2 separate regions of the Sus scrofa genome follow, and region 2 is linked to region 1. The links are chromatin contacts, called in public promoter capture Hi-C maps. All regions are on one chromosome and are shown on one strand. Each heading gives the region's core, a stretch centred on a gene start, on an enhancer-like site or on the middle of the called end of the contact. The rest is flanking DNA. Distances are from core to core; before and after follow the strand shown. Region 1 holds the start of FLOT1 (flotillin 1). Region 2 holds the start of NEU1 (neuraminidase 1).

The links. Promoter capture Hi-C pulls out the DNA fragments that hold promoters and counts their contacts.
Region 2: a contact with region 1 is called in a promoter capture Hi-C map of liver, with 4 times the contacts expected there. The contact joins the promoter of NEU1 here to the promoter of FLOT1 in region 1. A contact is called at or near these places in 1 of 5 promoter capture datasets (liver) and 1 of 47 Hi-C or Micro-C datasets (heart right ventricle).

The regions. Positions count from the first base shown.
Region 1 is chr7:23,262,714-23,267,748 of Sscrofa11.1, forward strand. It overlaps FLOT1 (flotillin 1), which reads right to left and starts at 1,885. Exons shown (of 12, transcript NM_001128483.1): 1 at 1,843-1,885; 2 at 1,481-1,556; 3 at 1,304-1,394; 4 at 936-1,079; 5 at 463-582; 6 at 279-374; 7 at 1-69. The coding sequence starts at 1,885. It overlaps IER3 (radiation-inducible immediate-early gene IEX-1), which reads right to left and starts at 4,192. Exons shown (of 2, transcript XM_001927551.4): 1 at 3,877-4,192; 2 at 2,847-3,780. The coding sequence starts at 4,155. The coding sequence ends at 3,589.
Region 2 is chr7:23,955,609-23,960,643 of Sscrofa11.1, forward strand. It overlaps NEU1 (neuraminidase 1), which reads right to left and starts at 3,051. Exons shown (of 6, transcript NM_001101822.1): 1 at 2,750-3,051; 2 at 2,144-2,336; 3 at 921-1,183. The coding sequence starts at 2,911. It overlaps SLC44A4 (solute carrier family 44 member 4), which reads right to left. Exons shown (of 21, transcript NM_001101818.1): 18 at 4,891-4,961; 19 at 4,694-4,788; 20 at 4,535-4,619; 21 at 3,327-3,571. The coding sequence ends at 3,450.

The sequences.
Region 1 (5,035 bases), core at 635-3,134:
CTGCGCCTTGGCCATCTCGATCTCACTCAGGTATTGAGCAGACACCTTTTCCTGCTTGGCTTTGGCCTCCTGTCCATGCAGAGATCAGGAAGGGAGTCAGAGTAGGAAGAGGAAGGCCCCGGGGAGAGAGTCTGCTCTCCAACAAGCTCCCCATCTTTGCCCCACACCTGGCCTCATCTATATCCTCGCTGCCCCCACTCTTCTAGCCTCCATGCTGCCCCCTCTCCCACCAGATACTCAATAAGCCCGTAGTGACCAAGTGACCCCGTCTCTCTCACCCGGATCCCAGCATCTCTCTTGGCCTCTGCTTCCCCAATCCGAGCATCTTTTTGGACTTGAGCTGTTCGGGCCTTCCCCAAGGAGTGCAAATAGTCCTGTGGGAGCAATGGAGAAATCAGAGTCCTTGGGAGGGTTTAGGAGATGGGGGCAGGGCTGTGGAGAGGAGCCACTGCCTGGGTTTACCTGATCATCGTGAATGTCCTTCAGGGTGTAGCTGACCACGCTGATGCCCATGTTGACCAGGTCTGAGGAGGCCACTTTGAAAACTTGCTCAGAGAATTTCTGCCTGTCCTTATAGATTTCCTAGGATAACAGGAAGAGAGGTGGATGTTCTGTTGTGGCTCAGGGGTAATGAGACCGACTAGTATCCATGAAAATTAGGCCTTGATCCCTGGCCTCACTCAGTGGGTTAAGCACCCAGCATTGCTGTGGCTGTGGTGTAGGCCGGCAGTGGTAGCTCTGATTCCACCCCTAGCCCGGGAACTTCCTTACGAAGCCCTAAAAAGCAAAAACAAACAAAAAAGACACGAGAGAGGGAAGGAGGAACGTAAGTGCTCGGATCCCCTGGCCACTGTCTCCTACAGGTTAGCTCAGTCCTTAACCCCCCACTCCCACCCCAGCATCCTTTACAGATCTTTCCGGGCCCTCAGGCCCACCTCCACAGTCATGTGGGCCATGATAGCCCTCTGGTGGCCCTCCAGCGTCTCCAGTGCGATGTGGGCAATCTCAGCCTCCGTCTTCCCCAGGAACATCTGGCAGGCAGCCGCCAACATCTCCTTGTTCTGGCCCTGGATTTTCACCTGTAGCCAAAATACGGTTAGGGATAACCTAAAGGTCTCATGAAGCCAGGGGGAAGCTGGGAGAAAAGTGGGGAGAAGTCAGGTGCCTTGGGAGTCACTGGAGAAGTGGAGACATTTCTCATCTGCAGAGGTTGGGAAAGCCACGGTCAGAAGAATCTTAACGTCTGGGGATAGAGAAAGTGACAGGGGAGTAGGCTTTGAGGGAAAGGCTCTGAAAGCCTCACCTGGGCAATGCCAGTGACTGAGATGGGGACCCCATGGCGAGTGTAAACCTTTTCACTCTTGACATTGAGAGTCAATGTGTTGAGAGAGATCCTAGGGAAAAAGAAGGAGTGAACAGTGTGAAAAGGAGGAAAGAGAGAAGACAAGGGTTCCCTTTCCTTAGTTCTCCTCTCACCTACCTCTGGATTTGCTGGATGCAGGGCAGGACAAAGACACGACCTCCAGCCACCATGACTGGGGGGCTCCGGCAGAAACCTGGAAGGTCGAGAGGCAGTGGGCTGTGGTGGCTGGTGGCCAAAGTAGAGCTGGAACGTGGAAGAGAGAACTGGGCAAGGGCGGGGGGGCATCCCCACGAGGAAATCCGGGAGCGGGCGGGGCAGGGGGCGGGGAGCCTGGGCCTTGGAAGGGTATCGCTTGCAGCCGTGAGGGGTGGTGTGGGCGGAAGGCTTGGCGCTGGGGAGCTGGTAGGGAGAGGAGGAAGGGGCCTCTGCAGGGACGGAGGGGGGTGCGGGTCACTAGATGAGATGAGAACAATACTTACCAGAGACCACCATGGCCTCGTTTGGGCCACAGGTGAAAAACATGGCTCAAGGTGGAGCTGGAGGAGGGGGATAGAAAGCCTTTGCAGATCGGAAGGGGCGCCGTGGAGTACACAGGAGTAAACCTCTTCCTTTTCCCTGGCAGTCCCGCCCAGTCTGTGGCCGCAGCGGCCCAGTCGCTTCCTCACCCATGGATCCGCTAAGGCTTTTTCCCTGTGCAATTTCGCAGATCCCCAGCGACTGCCTGCTCCCTGCCCCTTGCTGTCCCTGCCCCACCTTCAGAAATGACTGTTTCTCCCTTCTCCCAGCCCCTAAAGGCCCCCAGACCCTTGCACCACCCTCCCCGCTCCTCCGCAGCCCGACTCCATCTCCCCTCCCCCAACTACCTTCCTGGACGCAGGCGGCGGCCGGGCAGGGGTCCCTGGCAGGGCGGGGGCGCGCAAGGGACCCGTGCGCGAAGCAGGGGAAGCTCGCGCAAGGCCTTTCAAGAAGCGGGATCTGGCTTGGCGCCCGCGCCCCCTACCCGGCCACACCCTGTTGCTGCGGCAGACACGACCCCGCCCCCCGCAGCACCCCACCCGCCCCCGGCGCTCGGCCCGCCCCTTTCCCGGCAGGCCCTGCTCCGGCCCGCAGCTCGCAAGTTCCCCGCCCACCCCTGCGGCCGAGCGAGCCACGAGTGGGACTGGGAGCCCCGCCTCACGCCCCTCCCCACGCTCCGCCCCAGCGCGCGGGACGTGACCTTCGTGTGTCCCGCACCCCGGGGTGAGAGATTGACTCATCTCGGATTTGCCCCGCAGAAACTAACTGGGAATACCGCAGACTGGGCAACGAACGACAGCATCCGGTCACCGGATGCTGGGTTCCGAGCCTCGAGTCTCGGGGCGGGAGCCCAGGGCCCCCGGGAGGAGAGCCCTCTGGGGATGTGGTCGTGGCTCCTCCCGCCCGGCCCTGGAGCCTGAAGTCTATGAGGAGTGGGCATCACCGCTTGCAGAGACACTCACATGACTGTTGACAGTAAATCAAGTTTATTTGTGTTCACAGAACATACTGGGCGACCCCACAGCCGCCCTCTGACAGCCCACTCACCCCCGCAGCCACCCCTTGGGGGCAACTTCAAGGAGATCGAAGGCCAAGGACAATATTTCCACGGTCCCCCGAAGCCTCACATAGTAGAGCCGAGAGTTCAGATGCTGGAGGACCTAAAGTGTCACCCGCTAAACCTAGGACCCACCACCGTCTTCGATTCCCAGCCCGGACCCGAGTTTTCTCCATCCCTCTCCCACCCTCCCTCAGTTCTGGTGCTTGCCTCCACCAATCCCACAGAACTCAATAAATACCCAGAGATCTGCACTTGCAGCAGGGAGCACATCTCGCTCCGCAGCATAAGTTAAAATAAATATTAGGTGCCCCCCTCCATCACCTAGGGGGACATACATAAATACATATAAATATTATTAGGAGCAATGAGAAATAAATTAACAACAGTCTTCCTCCCCATCCGGCCCAGCCCCAGCGTGTCGGTGCCTGTCTCTCCCAGGCTCCCAGGGCGGGCGTCTCCGCTGTAGTGTTCTGAGTGTGAGTTGCCTCAGGAGTCCCAGTTTGGGATACGCTCTTGCGCACCAGGTACACCCGGTGTTTCCTTGTGTTTTCAGATTCTTTTGGGGGTGTGGGCAGTCAGGGTTAGAAAGCGGCTGGGTGTTGCTGGAGAAAAGTGCTGAGGTCCAAAGCGTAGTCCGAGGGCTCCGAGGTCAGATTAAGGGCTCAAGAACTGGGGGCGCAGCGGTGGGCGCGGGGGATGGGGCGCTGGGGGTGTCTTCAGGGGCCAGGGGTGCCGACACACCCTCTTCAGCCATCAGGATCTGACAGAAGACGATGGTAAGCAGGAGAAAGAGTAGCTTTTTGGCAGGGTTCGGATCCTCGACTGGCAGCTGGCGCCGGACCTGAGGGGAGATGACAAAAGGGGGTTAGGTCAGGGCCCCGGCATCCAGTGGTTTACCCTGCTCTTCCCCCGGGCTGTCCGCTTCGCCGACACTCACCACTCGTGGGTAGAGGACCCGACGGCTGCGCTTTCGGAGCCCGCGGGAGGCGCTGGGGCGCGCGGCGGGGGCCACCGCGGGCTCCGGGAGAGGATCGAAGGTGAATATCTCGGGACCAGAGCCTCGCCGGGGCACCGGGCTGGTGGAGGGGGCCGGGGTCGGGGCCCGCAGGATGGTCATGGTAGGGAGAGAGCTGCGAGAGTGACACATTGTGCGCCGAGCTGAACAGAAGGACGACTGGCCCCACAGCCCCGCCGCGCCAGTTATGTACTCGAGCATGGGCGGGCCCTTACTCAACTCCACCCGCGGCTGAGAGCGGTTGGCCGGGCGGCTGGAAATTCCGACGGTTAAGCAAAGGGAGGGGGTGGAGAGTTGGCCAGGGTCAAGGAAGGCCTCAAGTGTGTGTTGTGAGTTGTGAGTGGAGGCGGGTGAAATCCCGGGCTGTGGACACATGTGGGGACATGTAGCAGCTGGAGAGGTGCCCACAGACTGTTTGAGATGGTTCAGCCACAAGCCCCATCTCTGGGGAGGCAGGAAGGCTTAAATAAGGAAGTCTGGCCATTCTGCTACAATATTGACCCAACAAAAGAACCACAGTTACACATGCACATTCACACGTCTGTGGGGATTAAGAGGCAAGTCACTACAGAAATAGCCAAAAAGCCTAAGGGAAACCAATACACTGGCACACACACACCACACTGCAGAGGCAGAAAAATTTCTCCTTTGGCTGGTCTAATAATTAAATTGACATAGGATAGATTAACAAGAGAAAACAAATTTAATTGCATGCTTACAGGAGCCCATGAAGACTTGAGATTCAAAGGCAGTCATTCAGTTGAGGTTTATAAACCATCCAGAGCTAAGGAATGAGATAGGGACCTGGGGCTTGAAGGGGAGGTAGGTAATTCACAGGAGGATGTTTGCTAATTAGATGTTTGCCCTGCCAAGCAGGTAAATCTTGCAGATGAAAGCTATCTCTCCCTGGGTCAGGCCCCCTACTTAAGTTATTTAGGCAGTTAAGGGAGAGGTAAAAAGCTTTTCCAGAGTCTGTTGATCTTGATTGCCTTCTGCTCAAAATAATCCGCATGCTCCAAAGAGGCACATTTTGGGGTGACATATTCTGCTACCCTTCAATATACACACAACACACACACGC
Region 2 (5,035 bases), core at 1,801-4,300, 690 kb after region 1:
TCCATCCCTGGTCCAGGAACTTCTGTATGCTACAGGTGCAGCCATAAAATTAAAAAGGAGGAGGTTGGGGGGTGGGGGATGCGCTGGGGGTGTGGGATGGAAACCCTATAAAATTGGATTGTGATGATCATTGTACAACTATAAATGTAATAAATTCATTGAGTAATAAAACAAAACAAAACAAAACAAAAAAAAAAAGAAGGAGGAGGAGGAGGAAGAGAAGCAGCAGAAGCAGCTCTTTTGCAGAATGTACTCCTTCAGGATCCAGCGTGTACTCTGGACGAGTTGTGCACAGGGGCCCACCTCAACCCAACCATTGCTCCTGGACCAAGCTGTAGACCATGGCACAGGCTTGTGTCTGCCCAAAGGAAGGAAGGCTTTTTTTAAATCTGCACAGGATTTTATAATATTTTTTCCCCTTAATCTTCATATGGATTGACAATCCCCAAATAGGAAGCCAATGGCAAAATCCCACCTTCTGGGAGTTCCCATTATGGCGCAGTGGTTAACGAATCCGACTGGGAACCATGAGGTTGTGGGTTCGGTCCCTGCCCTTGCTCAGTGGGTTAACAATCCGGCGTTGCCATGAGCTGTGGTATAGGTTGCAGATGTAGCTCGGATCCCGCGTTGCTGTGGCTCTGGCGTAGGCCAGTGTCTACAGTTCGGATTGGACCCCTAGCCTGGGAACCTCCATATGCCGCGGGATCGGTCCAAAGAAATGGCAAAAGGACAAAAAAAAAAAAAAAAAAAAAATTTCCACTTTCCTTTGGAAGGGTGTTCCTCCCAGGATGTCCCTTTCTTCCAAGGAATCCCACCTAAGACAGAAAAGCTGACCTCACAGGCCCTTCTCTTTGCAAAGGAGTCCCTTGTGGGGCAGACTCTCTACAAGGCAGCTCCCTCCACCCACTCAGGACAGACACCTGAATGCCAGATCCAGGTCCGGGGGCAAACATCTCAGTGCCTATATCCAAGGACAGGTTTCGGGGCGAGCTCCAGGAAATACCATCATCCTTGCTCCACACCAACATGGTGGAGGCCACCCGGCAGCCAGCCTTGTGAGCACAGAGGGAGTAGAAAAGGAAGACCACGCCTGTCGTTGTATCGCTCACCACTGCCCCCAAGTTCAGACCATCTGGGGTCTCCCCATCATCCACAATGAAAGCTGTCGGAGACCATGTGCTGCCTAAAGGAAAAAGGGAAGAAACGCAGGGTGAACAAGCTGGAGGGGCTCTTTCCACTACTCCCTGAAATTTCCACCCCCTGCTAGGGATCCAAGGTCTCATGATGGTCCAGAGGGCCTACGAGTCCTGACCCTCCTTCTCTCTCTGACTGTATCTGTTCTACCCTTGCTCACTTCCTCCAGCCGCACAAACTCCTTCCCATTTCTCAAATACTTTCCTTTGCCTTATCTTGTTACACCTGCCTGGGGCATTTTTTCCTCAGGCTCATTTACCTCCTTTAAGTCTTTGCTCAAATGTCCTTTTTTGAAAATTGCAGTCAAACTCTTGACCCTCTCCATACCTCTTGCCCTGTTTTATTTTTATTTTTCTCCATTACACTTAATCACCTTCCAACACAAATATATTACTTATTATGCTTATTGTCTGCCTCCTCCCAATAGAATATAAGCCCTGCAAAGGCGAGGATTTTTGCTCTGTTTTGTTCATAACTGTAGTCACAGAACTTAGAACACTGCCAGGTATATAGTAAGTGCTCAATAAACATTTGGATGAATGTTCAACTCCTTGGAGATCCCAATGTCTGCATTACTGCCCTGGACACCTTCCCTTCTTAGGTTGCCTCTAGTCTTCAGGGACCCAGCAGCTCCAGGGCTCTACGGAAAATCAGGCTCCCCACCCATTCAACATCTTGCCACACAGGCTTTTTTTTTTTTTTTTAGGGCTGCCCCTGCGTGCGGCATATGGAAGTTGCCAGGCTAGGTGTCAAATTGGAGCTGCACCCACCGGCCTTTGCCACAGCAATGAGGGATCCAAGCCAGGTTTGCAACCAACACCACAGATCACAGCACCGTCAGATCCTTGAACCCACTGAGCAAGGCCAGGGACTGAACCCACATCCTCATGGTTACTAGTCGGGTTCATTACTGCTAAGCGGTGGTGGGAACTCCCAGGCATAGTTTTACCCTGGTCCATGGATCTCCGCAGAGCAATGAATTTAGCGCCTTTATCCGATGCTGACATTTTCCTGGCCTCAGCGAAGGCAAGGAGGGTGCCTCGAGGAGTGGTGGTGATGAGTGGGATGCGGAAGGTGTCCACAGAACCGATCTGTTTTCCGCTCACCCACAGCAGTTGCTCCATGGTCACCAGCGGGTGCACCTGTGAAGGGAGGAGTTCCGGTGAACTGAACAAATGTGACTTGGGCTTTAGGGTGAATGAATAGCAACTCAGACGCAGGTTCCCCTGGGAAAGGTAGGGTGGTAGGGACCCCAAGTGGGAGCAGGTTTCCCAGAACAAGGAAGGGGAACCCTGAGGAGAGTTTGTAGCGAAGCTGGAGTCTCTAGGCAGCGTAAGGGACTACGAGGGGAGAAGAAGCCCTCTGGGATAGGGAAACCTCAAAAGGGGAAGGAGCTCGAATGAGGAGCCTCAGAAGGAAAGAGGACGAGGAACCCAGAGAGGGGCAGGGATTGGGAAAGGAGAGGGGGCTTAGCAGCCTGCGTCCCGGGCGTACAACCTGACACAGACCGACCGCCTGCGTGGTTGGGGATGGGGCCATGCGAGGGTTAACTCACCAGACTGAAGTCGTTCTTTGCCCTGGCTCCGACTCCTGCCGGAGACAACAGCAGCAGGAAGATCGAGGCAAATACCTGGGCCCTATAGGCTTCCCCTAATCCCAGCATAGGCGGTCTCCCGGGTCTGCCCAGGGGCACTGCGCCGGGTCGCTCCGCAGTCATCTCTCCCCCGCGGCGGCCGCGACCCTGGCTCCACGATTAGACGCGGGCTTGAGTCGCTCAGTTGACCCCAGCCCTTTAAATGCTCAGATGTCACCCTCAAATCCACAGCAAGTCAGGGCCCCCAGCCGAGCTACCGCGACTTTAATTGGCCCTCGCGTAACTCCTCACGTGACCCTTCAGCACCTCCTCTCTACGTTGTCCAATGGGCCTTCTTTGAAGTCCCGGAGCGCGTGACCCGAACGGGAAGACTATTGGTTTGATTGAAGAAGGGGGCGGGCATAACTCCACAGATGCCTTTTGATTGGCCGTGATACTGGTGGGGGTGTAGGGGCGTCACAGGGGCAGGGCCCCTTTTAAAGAGCCAGGTGGGCGGGGGAGGGCAGCGTGTGGTCTTGGAGGAAATAAAAGTCCCAGAGTTTTTGAGAAAACACAATATCAATCTTTTAATCTTTTTACTACAAAATCGACATCTGGAAGGCGGGAATGAGGCTGGGAGGCTGTACAGGCGGGGTGCTGTTTTGGATCAGGGCTACGTCTCTCACTTCTTCCTCTTCTTGTCTCCCGAGGGCACCTCGTTCTTCTTGCCCAGAATCTTCAGAAGGGCTTTGGACATGTAGTAGGGCCGGTCCAGGGAGCCGTCGTTCCTCTCCAGGTCTTCCACTGAGGCGCGACATAGACCCATAAGAACGGAACGTTGGGGGCTAACCCCATTCCCGGGGGTGGAAATCAAGGACCAAGAGACAGCTGCCTGGTTTCCTGGCTGCATTCCCACCAGCTGTTTTTTGGGGCAATTTTTGTAAACTGCTAAATAGGTTATGTAAATAGGTCATCTGTAGAGTGGAGTCGATAATACTATGTTTCATAGAATGAAAGGGATTAACGGAAAAAAATACATGATACATGTCAGTTTCTTAGCGGAGAGCCTGGTACTTAAGATATCCCAAATGAATGCATACAGTAGGGTGAGAAAATCCTCACTCTCTACAGCCACCTGCTGGGGAGTCTGCTGTGGCTAACTTCATCCCTAGATCTATCTTTCTTTCTCTCTCTCTCTCTCTCTCTCTCTCTCTCTCTCTCTCTCTCTCTCTCTCTCTCTCTTTCTTTCTTTCCTTTCTTTCTTTCTCTCTTCTTTCTCTCTCTTTCTCTTTCTTTCTTTCATTCTCTCTCTCTCTTTCTTTCTCTCTTTCTTCTTTCTTTCTTCCTCCCCCCCCCCGCCCCCGCCACCCCGCATTCGTGGTATACAGAAGGGCTTAGGGCACAGCTTCGCAATGCCGGATCTTTAACCCAATGTACAGGGCCAGGGATGGAACCTGCCCTGCCGCAGAGACAGCACCAGATCCTTAGCTTGCTGTACCACAGCAGGAACTCTCTTCCCTAGATTTTCTGCAGGAAGATGCCAGAGGCCTCTCCCCTGGAATGCTCCTTCTTGGGAGAGCGCAGGAGACTAGGGGCTCACTCCCATACTGCTTCCCAAATACCTGGCCTGAGGATGTTAGTAGAGGCTCCCTCAGGCTCTGGCTTCTATAACTCATGAAATTGCTATTTCGAGAAGCACCAAGTCTCTGAAAAAGCCTGAATGATCTGGTACCTTTAAGTTGGGGAGAGGTGGGGGGTGTTACTCACAGAAACAGAGGAAGAGAGTATCCACACACATGCCGAAAACGCTGAAGAAGCCACTGGCGATGACGTAGGCTCCCATGATGGAGGTCTGGAAGACACAAAGCCCGTTTAGGGTTCCTCTGGAGAGGTGGAGGGTGAGGCAGAGGGGCGAAGGTCACTCACCATGATGGGCAGCCAGTAATAGTTGAGCTGGGGACTCTCAAAGTCTTTACCCAGTCCCTGGATGCGACCGGTGAAAAAAAAGAAGGACAGGACCCCTAGGGGAGAGATCTGGAGGTCAATGTCACTCCTCTAAGGTCACCTCTTAAACTGCCTGGCCACCAGTGTTCTGTCCTTGTAACTCGTGTCTTGGTCCTTACCGACACCTCCAACCACCAGCAATTTCCCAAAGAACAGCAGCAGGTCTGTGACCTTGTCCAGGACGACCACCCTGTATAGGGAGATGGGGTAGGTTGGGGGTGAGAGGCCTGGCAGGGCTGGGAAGAGAATTGGCTATGTGATTTG